Linked DNA regions of Mus musculus: region 2 is linked to region 1. The links are chromatin contacts, called in public HiChIP or PLAC-seq maps. All regions are on one chromosome and are shown on one strand. The core of a region is the stretch at or near the end of the contact, and the rest is flanking DNA. Distances in the headings are between cores, read along the strand shown. Region 1 holds the start of 1700034H15Rik (RIKEN cDNA 1700034H15 gene). Region 2 overlaps Rcor3 (REST corepressor 3).

Region 1 (2,717 bases), core at 146-2,645:
GGGGGGTGGCCGTGCGGGTGACCCCTGGATGGAAAGTGTTCCTGAGGCTAAGGTTGTGCTGCTAGCAACCAGTTCCTAACTCAGCTCCTCACTCGGCCGCGGCCGCGCCCCCGCCGCCGTCCGCACAGCCCACACTCCCCGCCCCTCCTGGGCGCCGACCTGTCACCCAGCCGCCCCCACGTGCACCCAGCTCCCAGGATCAAAGTCTGGGGCGGCCGGGCCGGCAAAGGGGAACCGCGGCCCGGAACCCGCACCGCGGGAAGCGGCAACTGCTCACTGCGCCCCAGGGCTCGGCGCCACCGCCCTGCCGCCTGCCCACCGCTGCACGCGGCCCGCGCCCACCCTCCCCCGTACCGCCCGCCGCTGCACCCGGCCGCGGCCCCCGGCCCACGCCCGGCTCCCCAGTGCACAGGCCCCGCCCCCAGCTCCCGCGGCCGCGCCCCGCCCCCTCCCGCCCCTCCGCCGCGCTAGCCAATAGAGGCCGAGGAAGGGCGGGACGCCGGGGCTGTCGTGAGGCAGCTCTGGCCAATGGGGAGGCGAGCCGGGCCTGGGGGGCGGGGCACCGGGGCCTTGTCACGCTCGGGTCCGTGTGAAAACGGGGGTTCCGAGTGCAAAGCAAAGTTTTTTTGTAAACCGTCTGCAAAGGAGGGGGGGCGAAGACGGCGGACGCCTCCGGGCCGAGCGCAGTCGCCGCGGACGCCGTCTCCCGAGCGCTTCGGTCCGATGCTCGGCAGCCCCTCGGCACGCAGTGGCCCGCCGCGCCCTCCGCCTCGCCAGCCCAGCCGAGCGCCGGCGCTTGAGTAGCTGCGCGGCCGGCGGTTTCCCCACAGCGCCGCTCCCGTTCCCGCGTCAGCGCCGAGCCTCAGGCCGCCGCCATGGGCTGCTGGGGCCGCAACCGCGGCCGGCTGCTGTGCATGCTGCTGCTGACCTTCATGTTCATGGTGCTGGAGGTGGTGGTGAGCCGGGTGACCGCGTCGCTCGCCATGCTGTCCGACTCCTTCCACATGCTGTCGGACGTGCTGGCGCTCGTAGTGGCGCTGGTGGCCGAGCGCTTCGCCCGGAGGACTCACGCCACGCAGAAGAACACGTTCGGCTGGATCCGCGCTGAGGTGATGGGCGCACTGGTGAACGCCATCTTCCTCACGGGGCTGTGCTTCGCCATCCTGCTGGAAGCCGTCGAGCGCTTCATCGAGCCGCATGAGATGCAGCAGCCGCTCGTGGTGCTGAGCGTCGGCGTGGCGGGGCTGCTGGTCAACGTGCTGGGGCTCTGTCTGTTCCACCATCACAGCGGCGAGGGCCAGGGCGCGGGCCACGGCCACTCGCACGGCCACGGCCACGGCCACCTCGCCAAGGGCGCGCGCAAGGCGGGCCGCGCGGGGGTCGAGGCGGGCGCGCCGCCGGGCCGGGCGCCGGACCAGGAGGAGACCAACACGCTGGTGGCCAACACCAGCAATTCCAACGGGCTGAAGGCGGACCAGGCAGGTGAGCGCCACAGTGTTCGGGACAGGCGCCCCCTGGCGACCGCGGTGGGTGCCACGCCCCGCGCCCAGGTGCGCGGTGGTTTCGTGCCCACTGAACAAGTTTGATAATGATGTGCTGGGGGTGTGTGGGCCCTGGTTAAAGGCGGCCTTTGTGAACGGGAGTGTGTGTTTCCCTGAACCGACCACCTAATCCGGAAAATCACTGTTTAGGGACCTGCCAAGGCACGTTGCACCCTCACCTCCTCGGGTTGGCATAATGGTGCTCGACCCAGTGGTGATGTATTACTCTCGTGGTTTTAACGAGCGTTTTTCATCTTGAGCACGTGTGCTTGATGGTAATTTGGAAGGTAAGTGTTGAAAAGAAATGAGAAAGAACCTACCACCCTCGATGTTAACATTGTGTGTATCTTCCAGTTTTTCTTGCCACTTGTATCTGGTTAGGTTACTTACGGAGGCAGCTTACCTTCTCCAATGCATAGGAACATGTTTGGAAGTTCAGGTGGTGCGTGGGAAAGGAGAAAGAGAAGCTCCTCAGGTGTGCCCTCTGACGGGAACTTTCAGGTTACTTAGTGATTGTTGACTTCCAACTTTGTTGATAGCTTCAGGTTGTTTTGTTGGTTTGTTTTTGGTTCCTCTAGACGGGTTTCTCAGGATAGCCCTGGCTGTCCTGGAACTCACTCTGTAGGACAGGCCGGCCTCAAACTCACAGATTACCTCCTGCATGTCTCTCTGGGGTCAAGGCCTGCACCCCCAGCAATAGACCCAGGTTGTTGATTTGTCAGTTTGTGAACCCTTCTACAAAGACGCTATGTTTTATGTTCTTGACGATGATTTTACGTTAGAGCTGCTTTTCTCAGTCTGTCTAGTGCCACTGACAGAGACCCTCACATCAGGTTTGTTCCTGTCAGAGGACATCCCTTCAGTGATGCTTACTGATTGCCTAGAGTTTTGTTTCTCTTGTATGTTTCAGAGAGGTGACGCAGTGTTTACACGACCCCATCCCAGCAGTGAGGGCAGGTGAGAGGTGGGAAGGAACAAGGAGCAGTAGCCCAGTGACACAGTGGACTCTCCGCTGTTGGGTACTGGCGGGACCCAGGGCTAGCTCACTGTGGGTTGCTCTCAGCACACTGTCATTGTCACAGCTTTATGAAACAAGTTTAAACTCACTCACTGCCAGACAAGATGTTTCTGTGGACACTTTAAATGTGCTTAGTGAAAATTGTATTGTTTTGTTGT
Region 2 (2,717 bases), core at 61-2,560, 210 kb after region 1:
ATACAAAATTTAAATGACCAATTCACATTTTAAAGCTTCCTTTTGCAATAATATAGGAAAATAAAATGTTTGCTATTACAACTCCCTTAACTCAATGTCACTAGAATGTATTCAGTTTATAAAATGGAGCTTGAAATGAGATACGGATCTATGCATTTTTCACTGCTTCCCATGACCTAACCTTGATGTGGGGAAGCACTATTTCTGTGGCCTTGCTGTGGGGAGCACTGTTTCTGTGGCCCTGCTGTGGAGAGCACTGTTTCTGTGGCCCTGCTGTGGGGAGCACTGTTTCTGTGGCCCTGCTGTGGGGAGCACTGTTTCTGTGGCCATGCTGTGGGGAGCACTGTTTCTGTGGCCCTGCTGTGGGGAGCACTGTTTCTGTGGCCCTGCTGTGGGGAGCACTGTTTCTGCGCACTACCCTGCTACTTTGCCATCTCCCTTATCTCATCTGCAGCTGTTAAGTCAGATACAGGAAGCACAGAGAGGCCCCACAGGAACATATGCAACTATTTGATCACTATATTCAGAGAAAGGCAAATCCAGAATATGAATTGTAACTTGGGAGTCTTTAGAAAAAAAAAATCAAAGATTTTACTGCAGAAACTTTTGTAAAAAGACTTGATTGGATTTTGGGGGCATTTAAGTTTTCCTATACTTACCATGAACACAGAAACAAAACCCAAATAAGAATTTGGTAATAAGATAGGTAATATATATCTTTATATATGAGATTTTACATTTTCAGGTAGAATGTAAGAAAATAAATACAGTAAAATCCTCATTGAAGTTTGAGCTAAAAAGCAAGAGTCTTAAAATAAAGTTTTGTTTAAGAAAAACCCCTTGTGATTTATTCTGTAGTGTTACCAATTCACACAAGTAGAAAAGGGCTTTGAACAAATACTGCTTATGCCCAGATGTGTTGCAGCCTCCCAGGGACTATGCCCTATGCCCTCTCTTACTGCTGAGGGCAAGGGAGGTGAATTAATTTAAATATGGAAACATCAGTCAAGAGTCAAAAGATAATTATGTAGGTGAAAAAACTAGGGATGATCAATTGTCCACATTGTGAAATGTTCCAAAGGGACCAGCGTAGACCCCGAGACTGGGCAACCCCAAAGCACAGGCACTCGATCACATGCATCTCAGATCATACCTCAGGCGGTTTGAACTCTTCAATTCCACCTTCCATTTTCTGCTTAAGTGCACTGTTTACTTGCTTAGCATTCTGAACCTTCACAAAATGACAAAACGTGAGTCAGATCATGCACTCAGTAAAGCCTTGTGAGTAAGTACTACGTAAGTCAACAGGGCATGCATCAACACCATCACAGGTTTCAGTTCAGGAGGACAGACACAATTGTCCCACGTAAGACGTGCCATTCTGTCAATCGATTAGCACATACTTTGGCAGATTGACAGGACTCTGAGTAAGACTCTTTTGTGGGGTGGTGGTGGTTCTGAGCTCTGAGCTGAGCTTCACTCCTGGAAGGCAAGCACTTTACCACCAGGCTACACCTCATCCTAAATCAGACTTTAAACATCATTTAACAGTGTCTTTTATAACCAAAGGCAGCTGGCAATAAACAAAGATTAAACTCTATTGCCAGTTCTCATCACCATAATGTTCTGACCAAATGGCAAACGTTCCTATAATAATAATGGTGATCACGACTATTATTTGCTAGATATAAAACATCATTCTTTTACGTTAAAAACAAGTCACTCAATTCTTACAACCATTTGTGTGGTAAATATAACTAGTTCTGTATAACACAACATACACACTCTTAAAAGTTATTTCATTATGTAAGATCTTTAATTAACAAAAACCTACATCTTATGGGGAAAAGGTACCTTTTGGGTAGAACAGTCAACATCTTCAATGGCAAACATGAAAAGATAGGGATCTAACAAAGATGGGAGCAGAATTTTATATACGCTAAAGAAATGCAGAAATGCTACAATCAAGATGGCACTTGACCTTATAAAAATATTCAGGCTAGTGTGAAGCCAGGTGTCAGCCTGGCTGCACCTTCTGAGCTCCTGTGCATGGTAGAAGGAGGGTTATTTGAAATTCTACCCAAGGTTTACATCAGATGTGTGCGGTTTCCAACACACAGTGAATTGATATGGCTGCTACACAATAGAGGTGTATGAATGTACTCGCCAACTAGATATAGTTCTTCACTGACAAAAAACATACATTTGCCCAACACAAAAATCACACTCCACTCAAATTGTTTCCCAATTTATCTATCAAAGGCAGTGGAATATGCATGTTTTCAAACAGGAGCTGAAGTAGGCCTGACTCTGCTTCCACTGGAACCATCCATAGAAATACATAAAAATACAAGGCTCACAGAGGTTAAGTAATCTTTCCAGGTTATACGTGTGCTAAGTGCAATCTAAACATAAGCCAAGCTTCACACTATGAGTCTATGAGCAACTTAGTGTCCTTGTAGAGTATACATGAGAACTGTCTTCTTGCTAACCCCTTCCTTTTGGTTGGTTTTTGTTTGTTTGTTTTTTTGTTTTGTATGTTTTTCGAGACAGGGTTTCTCTGTGTAGCCCTGGCTGTCCTGGAACTCACTCTGTAGACCAGGCTGGCCTCGAACTCAGAAATCCGCCTGCCTCTGCCTCCCAAGTGCTGGGATTAAAGGCGTGTGCCACCACACCTGGCTTTTTTTTTTTTTTCCCTCCAGTATGGACAGCCAAAT

The links. HiChIP or PLAC-seq counts read pairs in DNA pulled down with a chosen protein or histone mark.
Region 2: a contact with region 1 is called in an H3K4me3 HiChIP or PLAC-seq map of the SCID.adh cell line, with 10 read pairs. The contact joins the enhancer-like site here to the promoter of 1700034H15Rik in region 1. A contact is called at or near these places in 1 of 39 promoter capture datasets (pre-B cells), 6 of 484 Hi-C or Micro-C datasets (B cells, CD8 T cells, bone marrow-derived macrophages and 3 more), 8 of 115 datasets of contacts at active chromatin or transcription factors (the 230-238 cell line, the SCID.adh cell line, bone marrow-derived macrophages and 4 more) and 3 of 9 other capture datasets (adipose tissue, liver and pancreatic islet).

Annotation. Positions count from the first base shown.
Region 1 is chr1:191,906,132-191,908,848 of GRCm38.p6, forward strand. It overlaps 1700034H15Rik (RIKEN cDNA 1700034H15 gene), which reads right to left and starts at 1,396. Exons shown (of 5, transcript NR_030669.1): 1 at 929-1,396. Slc30a1 (solute carrier family 30 (zinc transporter), member 1) reads left to right here and starts at 650. Exons shown (of 2, transcript NM_009579.3): 1 at 650-1,482. The coding sequence starts at 876.
Region 2 is chr1:192,115,116-192,117,832 of GRCm38.p6, forward strand. Rcor3 (REST corepressor 3) reads right to left here. Exons shown (of 12, transcript NM_001346740.1): 9 at 1,154-1,231. Among named protein-coding and RNA genes, the nearest start is that of Gm10516, 20 kb to the right of the region's middle. Within about 2 kb of position 1,311, at least 12 of the 459 cell types and tissues checked have an H3K27ac peak or open chromatin away from gene starts, as enhancers often do. A contact at or near this core is called in the SCID.adh cell line, where this site is marked.